2 separate regions of the Urocitellus parryii genome follow, and region 2 is linked to region 1. A link is a contact called in public Hi-C data. All regions are on one chromosome and are shown on one strand. The core of a region is the stretch at or near the end of the contact, and the rest is flanking DNA. Distances in the headings are between cores, read along the strand shown.

Region 1 (5,218 bases), core at 907-3,406:
AGCTCAGTGGTAGAGTGCTTCCCTAGCGTGCATGAGGCACTGGGTTTGATTCTCAGCACCACATATAAATGAATAAATAAAAAATAAAGGTCCTTCAACCACTTAAAAAAAAGTTTAAATCATTATTTTATAACCAACGTAAACCATAGCAGTTTCTCAAGGTATTTATTCATTTATTTTAGTGGGAAAAGTCAGCTCCCAATCACACAATTGGGAATGGTGCTATATAAATTTTGAGAACTTTCTTCAGGAAATAAGTCACTATTCATATGTGTAAATGGTTATTATATTTCGTATTTTAAAAGATCAAGAAATGAAATTCAGTATTCTTGTTCCTGTTGGTCTTCAGATTTTTTTTTTTTCCTTAACTAAAAGTAATTGCAATATTCTCTTGCCTCTGGGGCTTCCCTTCCACAATTAATCATCTTTCTTCCACACCTTCTCTCTGGTTGATTATTCCCCCTAGCTTTAAAACACTTGACAGTAATTCATACTATTTCATCTTCACAGCTTTCAAAACATTGCCCTGCCCTTGCTTAGCACCACAAGCCACTTCTCTTTCTTTTAAAAAATTGGTTAACAGAAGTATTTTTTGCACTACTCTGTGCCAAAAGATGCTACCATCTACTCAGAAAACACCTTTGTAATGCAAATTAACTTCCTTGCTTTAATCAAACTTTTAAACTTAAAATGATTTATATCTAAATTCTTAGGCTAATAAATATACATACTTCAAAAGCAGCAGTACATCCAATTTAAACATCTGGAAGACTTGGATCCTAAGACTTTATCCTTTATCCTTCTGACTCTAGAACCCATGTTCTGGATCATCAGAACCCAGCAAGAAATGGTGAAATCTCAAAAGCTACATCAGTTCGGTCAGAGAAGATGAGATGCTTTCAAAATATGTCATTCATCTTCACATTTGAAGGCAGCTTATCCATGTATCCTTTATAAACATCATTAAATATTGGTGCTTAAGACTTCAGTCATGTGAAGGTAAGCTTTCCAATTTATATGCAAAAGGAGGTGGCAAAAAAGCCCTTTTAAAGTTTATTTTTTATAAATCAAATCAAAAGCCAGTTTGATTACATCTGAGTTTGAAGTTGCTCTTTGTCAGGCATCTTTTAGAAAGCCCCTAGTATATTAAATTAACCCATTCCTAGCCAACTCAGACTTAAGGAGAAAGTGTTTCCCATGCCTACAGTGACAAACCAGTTACCAGACGTCCCTAAGTAGACTGTCAAAACTTTTATGTTTACTCTTTTTAAATACAAAAGGGAAAGGATAGCACATAACGAAAAGTCAGATCTGTTTCTTAAAAAGAATGTCTTGTGTGGTACAAGGCGCTCACCTGCACACGACAGACGCGGGTCTTCCCTGGCTGTCCTCACTGGGGGAGGGGACGGACATCGCTAGACCTTTGTCCTTAGGACCTGGGGGAGGGGGCGACTTTCTGGGAATAGTACTGGCACCTGCACCCCAATAAACTACAGGCCGGTTTCAGCTCTATTAATTGCTCTCGCTTAACCTTTGTAGAGCCCTTCAGTTCGGAGGGGGCTTGTTATACCAAACCTTGGTCACCTCCCCCGCAATAATGGGGGGAGACGACTCTAAAGAGTTAGGGACCCTAGTCTTTTCCAACTAGACCGAACGTCTCCAGCTCTCCGGACGGGCTCATCCCGCCGCGGGCAGGGCCGGGGTGAGTCGGGGCTGCGGCGGGCGCAGACCCGGTTTCTGTTCGGTGCCCCCGCCGCGTCCGCACCGCCACCGTGAGGCCGAGCTGGGGACGGTGCCCCGTGGCGGCGGCGGCTCCGCGCTCCTCGCCGCGCAGCCCCGGCCGCAGCCGCGCCGGGCACGGGCGGGGGGATTTTTTCCCGTTTCCCCCTTTCGCGCTCTCGCTCCTGTTCAGCGGGAGAGCCCGCGGAGCCAGGGAGGGAGCGAGGGAAGGGGTGGAGGTGGCGGGGGGAGGCCGGAGGGGCGGATCCTGCCTGGGGGCTGATCCCTCCCTCCCCTCGGCCGGGCTCCGTGGCGGCAGCGGCGGCGGCGGCGGCTCCATTCCCCCTCCTCCCCCGGGAGCGGCGGCAGTGGCGGCGGCCGGGCCGGGGCCCCAGCGCGCGCCGGGAGGGGGCACGGCGGAGGCCGCGGAGGCTGGCGCGGGAGGAGGCCGCGCTCCGCTCCCAGGGCCGCGCCGACCTGCTCGGCAGCCGTCCCGCCCGCGCCCAGGGGCCCCGAACGGTGGGGCCGGGCCGGCGGCTGAGGTAATGGGGGCGGCAGCGGGGCCGGACGGAGCGGGGGCGGGAGCAGCAGGGCCTACGGGGACCAGGGACTTCGCGGGGGGGTGGAAACCGGGGAGCGGGAGGCTTCCCAAGCGGGGCGGGGGCGGCGCGAAAGCTCTCCCTTGGAGCGAGGGCGGCGGCGGAGAAGGAGAAGGCGGGCGAGTGGGGGAGCTGAAAAGCAAGGACCCCCTCCCGCACCCGCCATCTTGTCTCCCCCCGGCCCTAGAAGCCAAGCTGCCAAGCCCCGCCTCCGCCACGCTCTCCAATTGGCCAGACCAGAGGAGAATTCCGCCCCCTGTGCTTCCCTTGGCCCTCCAGTTCCCCCTGACGGGCAGGTCAGGCGGCCAATAGGCGCTCGGCTCTCTGCCCCGCTAGTTCGCTGGCGCTCGCTTTCTCTGAGGGTCGGACTCCGCATCAGTATGTCTCTGATGCCCTAGCCCTCTCTCTCCCCTCTGGGGAGGAGATGTTATTTCCCTCCTTTATTCTTCTCTGAGGGGTCAAGATTCTTCTGAAAGAGGCGTCCCTTAAAGGGGCAGTAGCCTCGACTGGGGTCTCCCCTCGTCTCAGGAGTGTCTTGTGTAGAGTGCAGGAGATTCCGTCTAATTGCAGAAACTCCTGGTTCTGTGGGGGATCTGGGTGGGGTGGGCGAGTTGGGGACCAGGGGCTGCTGAGAACATCTCGGGGAGATGTTGGGGGGTATTTTATAGGTATGTATGTGGAAAGAGCTGTGTAGGTTGAAAAACTCCCGCCAAAAAAACGCGACTGTCAGCGCCTTGTGGGCGAAGCTCATTTCGATTTCCTCAGCTGCAGCCCTTCCTCCTGTAGGGTTTGCCTCCAGGCGTCTAGAGGCTTGGGTGGGACAGAAGAGGTCTGCATAGATACTTGCTGGTTGGTTGAGAGATTGCTGAGCTGCGGAGGAGGTGGCAGGTGGGAAGACTGTGCAGGGCTTGCTGAAGGGAGGGCTCTGTGAACTATGGAGGTAGAGGTCTGTCTCTCCTAGGGGCTCCCTTGCCTTGGGGGTGGTGGTGGTAATGAAGCACATCTGCTGGCCTGGCCTGCCTCTGGGAACTTGGTATTTGGAAGGAATCTCGTGGCCAAGGGTATCTGGAACCTGGACAGAATTGCTGTGATGATTCTGTTTCCTTGAGCTTCCAAATGGGGTGTGTGCCTGCCATTCCTTGGGCAGGTTGTTTGTTTCAGTCACTTTGGGATTAGAAGGCCTTTTGAATAAGGATGTTGATAATACTTTATTAACAAACAGCAGCCCTTAAGAGGTAGATGTTATTAGCCTCATTACTGATGAAGTATGGAGTTAGAAGACTTATTCCGAGTCCCATAGGGCCAAGATTAGAACCTCGATTGCCCCAGAACCTCTTTTTGTACCAGACCACCTTACTGGCTCTGGGTTGAGTGACACCCTTCTGAGCTGCACAAGATGGAAAAAAATACTATCTCTATGTCATCCAAGGTGGTTGTGAGCAATACCAAAAGGAAACGGGTTTTGTGATTAGTAAAAGTGTGTTAAATTATTATCACCACCCACTTTGTAAAGATGGTTGGTGCTGCAACCAAGATGATGAAATTGGTTTTTCCCCTTGAAAGCTCTTTCTCTGTTCATACCTTTCCAAATCTGTGCCCATACTGTGGGACACCATATCCCCAAAGTCTTTCTGGTAGTAATGGCTTTGATAACTACTTACCCTAGTTCCCTCCATCCTGAGAATGTTGTGGAAAACTTTAGAGCTTTCTCTTTGTTTCACAAGGGTAGACTAGATGTAAGTATGAGGTAACAAAGTACTGGGAATTTACCTCAGATAATTGTCCCAGTCACCTTGGTCTTGGTTCCACTGAGGAACCCACACAGGACACTTACAACTGTAAAAATATTTTGGTGCTACTCCCAGAACTTGCAGGGTTTCTGCTTGGAAATATATTACTAGCCAATTATCCTGGATGCTTCTATTTGCAGGAAATGCCCTGCATACTGTAGTTTGAAGCCTTTGACCACATGTGATAAGCATTTTAGATGCCTTCACCCTGGACACAAGAGACAGGGCTTCTGGAGCTGGGCATGCAGGCACATGCCCATTAATCTCAGCTGCTTAGGAGGCTGAGGAAGGGAGACTGCAAGTCCCGGGCAACTTAGATCCTGTCTCAAAATAAAATTAAAAAGGACTAGGGATGCACCTTAGATGTAGGGTGCTTGTCTAATATGTGTGAAGCCCTGGGTTCAATCCCCAGTACCACTTAAAAAAGTTGGGGGGGGGGAGATAGGGCTTTTTAAAAAATATTTATTTTTTAGTTGTAGTTGGACACAATACCTTTATTTTATTTTATTTTTATGTGATGCTGAGGATTGAACCCACGGCCTCGCCCATGCTAGGGGAGTGCTTTACTGCTGAGCCACAACCCCTGCCCAGAGAGGGCTTTTGATTATGGTAAGATGGATTGGGAGAGGGCTCTAGACCTGTGAGTTTTCAGTCCACTAATGGGGCGTAGTGTTCAGGTATAGAGCTCAAAAATGGATGCTGTTCTTGTTTATTTTCTTTGAGACAGGATCTTGCAATGTTGTCCAGCTGGCCTTAAACTCTTGGACTCACGTGATCCTTCCACCTAAGTCTTGCAGGTAGCTGAGACTACCAATGTGTACCACTGTGGCCATCCTGTTTTCTCTTTCTGAAGTCTTAAGCACCCTCTCTTTTTTCACAGTTAGTGTCCCACAACCTTACATAGACCATTTGAACATTAGCTCTTTCCATGTGTCATATTGTAAGGATCTGTTTTCTTTCCCTTCCCTTCAGACATAGCACCTTGAAGACAGGGATCATTTCTCCTTTCGTTCACTGAATACATTCGCCTAATACTGATTGAAGAATTACTTAGGAGGTGGGCATCACTCCAGGCACTGGGGATATAGCAGTGAAGACAGGCATAAATTC
Region 2 (5,218 bases), core at 1,118-3,617, 160 kb before region 1:
GCTGGGGATAGGAGGGCTGAGGCAAAAATACTAATTGGAGATTGGTATTAAATTTTTAAAATAAGCATTTGTAATTCCCTCAGCAACAATCTTTTACCTGTAACCACCTAAGTTTTTTTGGGGAGTGAACTGGAAATTTAGAAAAGGCATAAGCAAAGAGCTTTCATTACCTTTAGTACCCTTCAGTAACTCTGTTTTAGTGGCTGGAAATGGATAATTGTTCAAGGTGACAATCAAGCCACTGACCACGGGATAGATAAATATTGGACGATTTCTTTAAGTAGATACGGTGAATGTAATATCAGCGGAGAGAGACTTGATGAGACGGGGCTGTTGGAGAAAGTTTCACAGGGGGGCACAGATGCATAAACAGGATTTGATGGGAAGAGAAGGGGCAAGGGGGTGGGGAATTGGGGAACAAAATGAACAAAAGCACTGAGATCTGAAAGGAGAGACTGGGCTCAAGGCCTGAGGAGATGGATGCGGTAGTCGGTGAAGCGCGGGCAGCCGGCCAGTTCAGTGGCTTTTGACAACAGACAGGCGATTGTGAAAGGACCCGTCTCTTGTCATCGCCATTCCACACGGCGTTTCAAAGGAGAGACAGTACCTGAGCGATAAGCCCCCAGGGGCGACGGTCGTTCATTCATTGCACAAATATTGAGCGCCCGCGACGTGCCCGACTCAGCCCTGTCCCTGGGACCCGCGCCGCGGTCTCGTCCTCACAACCTGCAGCCCTCAGCTCCCTGGCTTCTCCAGGCAGCCGTTCACCTGATGCCCCGGCGGGGGCGGAGTGCAGACGCTGGGATCTCACAGGGCTCTGGCTTGGCTGGCGGCGCGGACGCTGACCGTTCCCGAGCCGTTGCCCCCGAACCCGCAGGCGTTCCGGACCGGCGGGGGACAAGAGTGGGGCGAGAAAGAGGAGCATGGGAGCTGGTGGAGAGAGGGGTATTTGGATGCTTTCCCCATACCCTGCTCTCCCCGTAGCAGGCCGCGGGAGCCCCTGGGAACCCGCTCTGGCTTGGACCTAGTTATTTCTAGAAATAGCTAAGAGAACATTATAAGGTACCATACCTTCACCCACTATTATAAACTTATGCCTACATCAAGTTTGTTAACATTGAAAATTGTAAACGCTGCATGTTAACATTTTAACAAGCTTAACAGGAAAAGGTTTATAGTAGTGGGTGTAGGTATAGGGTTATAATACCTCACCTATTCGTATCTATTATCTATATCTATATCTAATCTATATCTACTATATCTATATCTGTCTATCTGACACTAGGGATTGAGCCCAGGAGTGCTTTATCACTAAGCCACCACCCCCCAGACCTTTTTTTATGCTTTTTTAAAATTTTGAGACAGGGTCTGGCTAAGTTGCTTAGGGTCTCTCTAAATTGCTGAGGCTGACCTTGAACTTGCGATTCTCTTGCCTCAGCTTCCCCAGCTGCTGGAATTACAAGCATGAGCCACCATGCCGGGCTCACATTTATATTCTTGACAAACGACATTATTAGTTGAAAACGGGGCAGAAATTTCCTTGCAGAAGCTAAAACTAAGGTTTAAGAAAGGCCAACTGGTGTGCCTAAATGTGACACCGCCAGAAGACCACTCCTTCCCCTGTTCTGAGAGGTATGAATTAGATCTTTAAAATCCCCTTCATTGGACGGCTATTCAGGGCAGAGTCACTTTCAAACCTTCAGAGCAACTCTATTTTAAAATGCATCTAAAAGAGGGTTGGCAGAGATTTTCCTGAATCATAACCACCTGGATGTATATAATAAAAGTGCATATTCTTGATGCCTTCTTCTGACATACCCAGTTAAACTTCCGATGGATCCTGGGAATCTGCTTTTAAAAAACAAACTGTGTATGTAAAAGTTTAAGAACTACTAGGAGAGTTTGGATGGAAAATCTTAACTTTGATGAAGGACTAATATTTGCCTTTTGAACGGATTTCGACAGAGTTCCATATAGTATGCCATATGTCCTTGAACAGACCGCGATGCAACAGCCTTTCTGGACGAAACCTGCATATTTATGCAAGAATTTCTTAGAAATAGCAGGCTCTGCATATCAGGTGCTCGTCTGCTGGTGACTGACTGTTCGCAGTTCAAAGATCTTTTGGCTCTTCCCAACACTGTCACTACTGCTTTCCGCCACTGAGCCAGGGATTTCCCCGCCGACCACGGTGAGGCGCACGCGGCTTATGTTCCCGGGTCCGCTTTTGGAGCCCTGAAGAACAGTTCCAGGGAGTTCCTGCTCTGGTCTCCAGCTGTTGCTCTCTTATCGCGAGAATTGCTCCTCCTAGTCTTTCCTCCGAGGAACCCCCTCCCATTGGCAGGTTCCATATTGGGTAAAATCTCGACTCGAGGAGAGTCCCGGGATCTATTCTCGCGAGAATACGGCGAGAGGCTCCAGTTCGCTGGCTCTGGAACTGCGACCACTGGAGCCTGAGCGGCCGCTGCAGCTGGAACCGGTGACCAGTCGCGCAACTCGCCGTCGGCCTAGTCCGGGAGCTGGTGCAGCGAGACTGCAACAGGCGCAGCTTTGAGCCTCAGAGCGTGCTCCTGGCCGTAGTTGGGCTTGCCTGGGTATCTGAGGCGCATCCAGCCGCTGCAGCTGACAGGGGCCGCGCGCGGGCGCGCGGGAGTCTGCGGGGTCTCGAGCCACACCTGCGCGGGCGGCCAGCGCCGGGTCCCCGCCCGCGCGGGCGGGCAACGAGGGCCGGGGAGAGGGTGCGGGTGCAGGCGGGGGCCCAGCAGGGCCACCTCCTCACCCCGCGGCCGCCGCTGGAAAATGTCTCAAGAGAGGCCCACGTTCTATCGGCAGGAGCTGAACAAGACAATCTGGGAGGTGCCTGAGCGTTATCAGAACCTGTCCCCGGTGGGCTCCGGTGCCTATGGCTCCGTGTGGTGAGTGTCGCTGGGCTTGGGGCCGAGGAGAACCTGGTGGTCTCTCATGCCCGAGGGCCAGGCCTGTCCCCATGGCTCAGCGATGCGCCAAGCGGCAGGAATTTTCCTGGGGGGAGGGCATTGCTGCTCCTTGAGTCCTGTCTGTCCTGCACCCCTCACCCTGCACACGCAGGTAGGGGGTTAGCCGCGTGTGCAGGACGCAGGTCCCCTGTGGGCGGTGGTGGTGCTGCTGGAACTCGGCCCTGGCTCACACCCTGTGCATTCTCTTTTCGGGGGGTTCCAACTCCCAGGGCTGGCACCCGGGAAAGGCCTATTCCCCCCGGGGGTTCTCCTGCCAGGGTCGAGCTGAAGGACCCTGTCCCGGGGTGTGCCCACCTGGGGCGTCAGAGCCTGTCCCCGGAGCAGACGGACCTAGCGAGCTGCCTGGAGACGCCAAAGAGCAAAGCCTGACCCGGGGACTGCGGTCATTTGAACAAAACTGGCGAGGAAAGGTTCTCTGGGCTTTTCTGTAAGCCTCTGTCGAAATCCCGTTTTGAGTAGTGTCGTTTTTGAATTCGCACTTGCATTAGCAGCGACCCATAGAGCTTAAAATACCGACTTTATCTTGCTGAGCGCTGTGCCAGCTTGAGTGGTGTGTTTCCGATTCAGTTGAAAGCGTATTTCCTTTTCATGGAGGGGGTGGAAGCGCCTGCAAGAACACTGCAGCTTGAGAAACCGGCAGCCTCTGATTAGTCACATACCACTGCTCATTTAAGTATTGTTTGACAAAACAATTTTCTCATGTGGAGCAGGAGAGATTCAGATCCGTTGGGCACCCTCAAGATCAAAAAGTTGTTAACAGTGCAGGGAGGTATTGTAAATATTTTTTAATTGAGATAATCTCTGTGAATACTGTGTTTTTAATGTCCCTTAGAGAGTTTGCAGGGAACTTTTATCTACACCTACAGCCTGAGGTATACGATGGTTTTCATGAGGATCTGGAACATATAGCAAAAGACGAGATTTTCCAGCTTTAATTTACACCATGAGTGTGTTTTCAATTAAATCCATACTATAAAATTTCCTGACTTAAAATATTTTACTAACTTCTCTCCAACTTCTAAGGCTTTATACACTGTATTTTAGATTTACTATAATTTGAAAACTCCTGATCTGAAATTAAGAATCAAATTTAATTTTCTATGTTTAGTAATAAGTTAGTAATTAGCCTTTTTATGTCTTAGTAATACATGTGCATGTATTATTTGAAAAGAAGCCTGTGAAATGTTTTTTTTTTTTTTGGAATAAATTCCAGGCTCTGGATGTGTTAATCTTTGATTCTGTGTTTCTCAAAGTCACATCAAGAATTTCCTGTTTGGTAGAATCTTCTGGGTAATTGAGATTGTGCAATTGTGTTCAGCAACAGATCATATTGCACTTTCAAGTTCAAGCTGCTTAAATTATGTTGCAGATGGCACTAGGCTTGACATCTCTCACTTATTTGCGCAACATGACAGTTTACATTTTAAAGGAATTTGCGGCATTTTGCTTTCATATATTTATTTGATGTTGCTAATTTTCAAAGGTGTATTTGGGTGTTCCTCCTTTAATATTTAATAACTCATTAGTGCCCCTCCATTTTTTTTCTTGAATTGATACATTGATTCTTACAGTATCAGGTTTTTGTTTCCAATGATGTTTGAACTTTAATGGAGGGATACAGCCAAGTAACTCAACTGTAGAGAGTTCAGATGAATTTTAATAGAATTCTTTGCAGGGTTTCCTACTATTAGTGTGAGTTGTTCTGCACTGGAATAATAGATGGTCCGGATTCACAGTAAAATGCCATTAAGATGAACTCCTTCAGTATGTCTTTAAAACTATCTTTTTATGTGGATACAGAAGCCAGCAGCATCTGACAAATTGAAAGTACTTTTGTTAAATGGAGTTTTAATAATAGGTGTTTACATATTCACTTTGTATAGAATTCTCAAAGATATTTGGTGAAAATCTGTTCTCCAGCTGCACTGTTCCTTTCCTCAGAGACAACCACTATTATGTTTCTTGTGTGTCTTTCTAGGGAGGCAGAGTTTTTTTTTGTTTGTTTATTTGTTTGCTTCTTGTTGCTCTAGTAGTAGTATTTCTACTAAAGAGATTTAAGATGTAACCAATAATATTTTCTCATTGGAGGAAAAGACAATTGAAATTATATATGGCAATTGATTGTAAACAGTCTAAACTGATTTCAGAGTGGAAATACCATAATTTAGATTTACAAGTGTCTCTCAAGAGTACTGTGGCTATTTGAAGTTTTTCTGTCACTT

What was found. Hi-C and Micro-C count contacts between places; a contact is called where the count stands out from the background.
Region 2: a Hi-C map of muscle shows a contact between it and region 1, with 3 times the contacts expected there. The contact joins the promoter of Mapk14 here to the promoter of Brpf3 in region 1. A contact is called at or near these places in 2 of 2 Hi-C or Micro-C datasets (liver and muscle).

The regions. Positions count from the first base shown.
Region 1 is chr8:114,321,043-114,326,260 of mUroPar1.hap1, reverse strand. It overlaps Brpf3 (bromodomain and PHD finger containing 3), which reads left to right and starts at 2,156. Exons shown (of 14, transcript XM_077801692.1): 1 at 2,156-2,261.
Region 2 is chr8:114,481,131-114,486,348 of mUroPar1.hap1, reverse strand. Mapk14 (mitogen-activated protein kinase 14) reads left to right here and starts at 2,367. Exons shown (of 12, transcript XM_026383388.2): 1 at 2,367-2,915. The coding sequence starts at 2,800.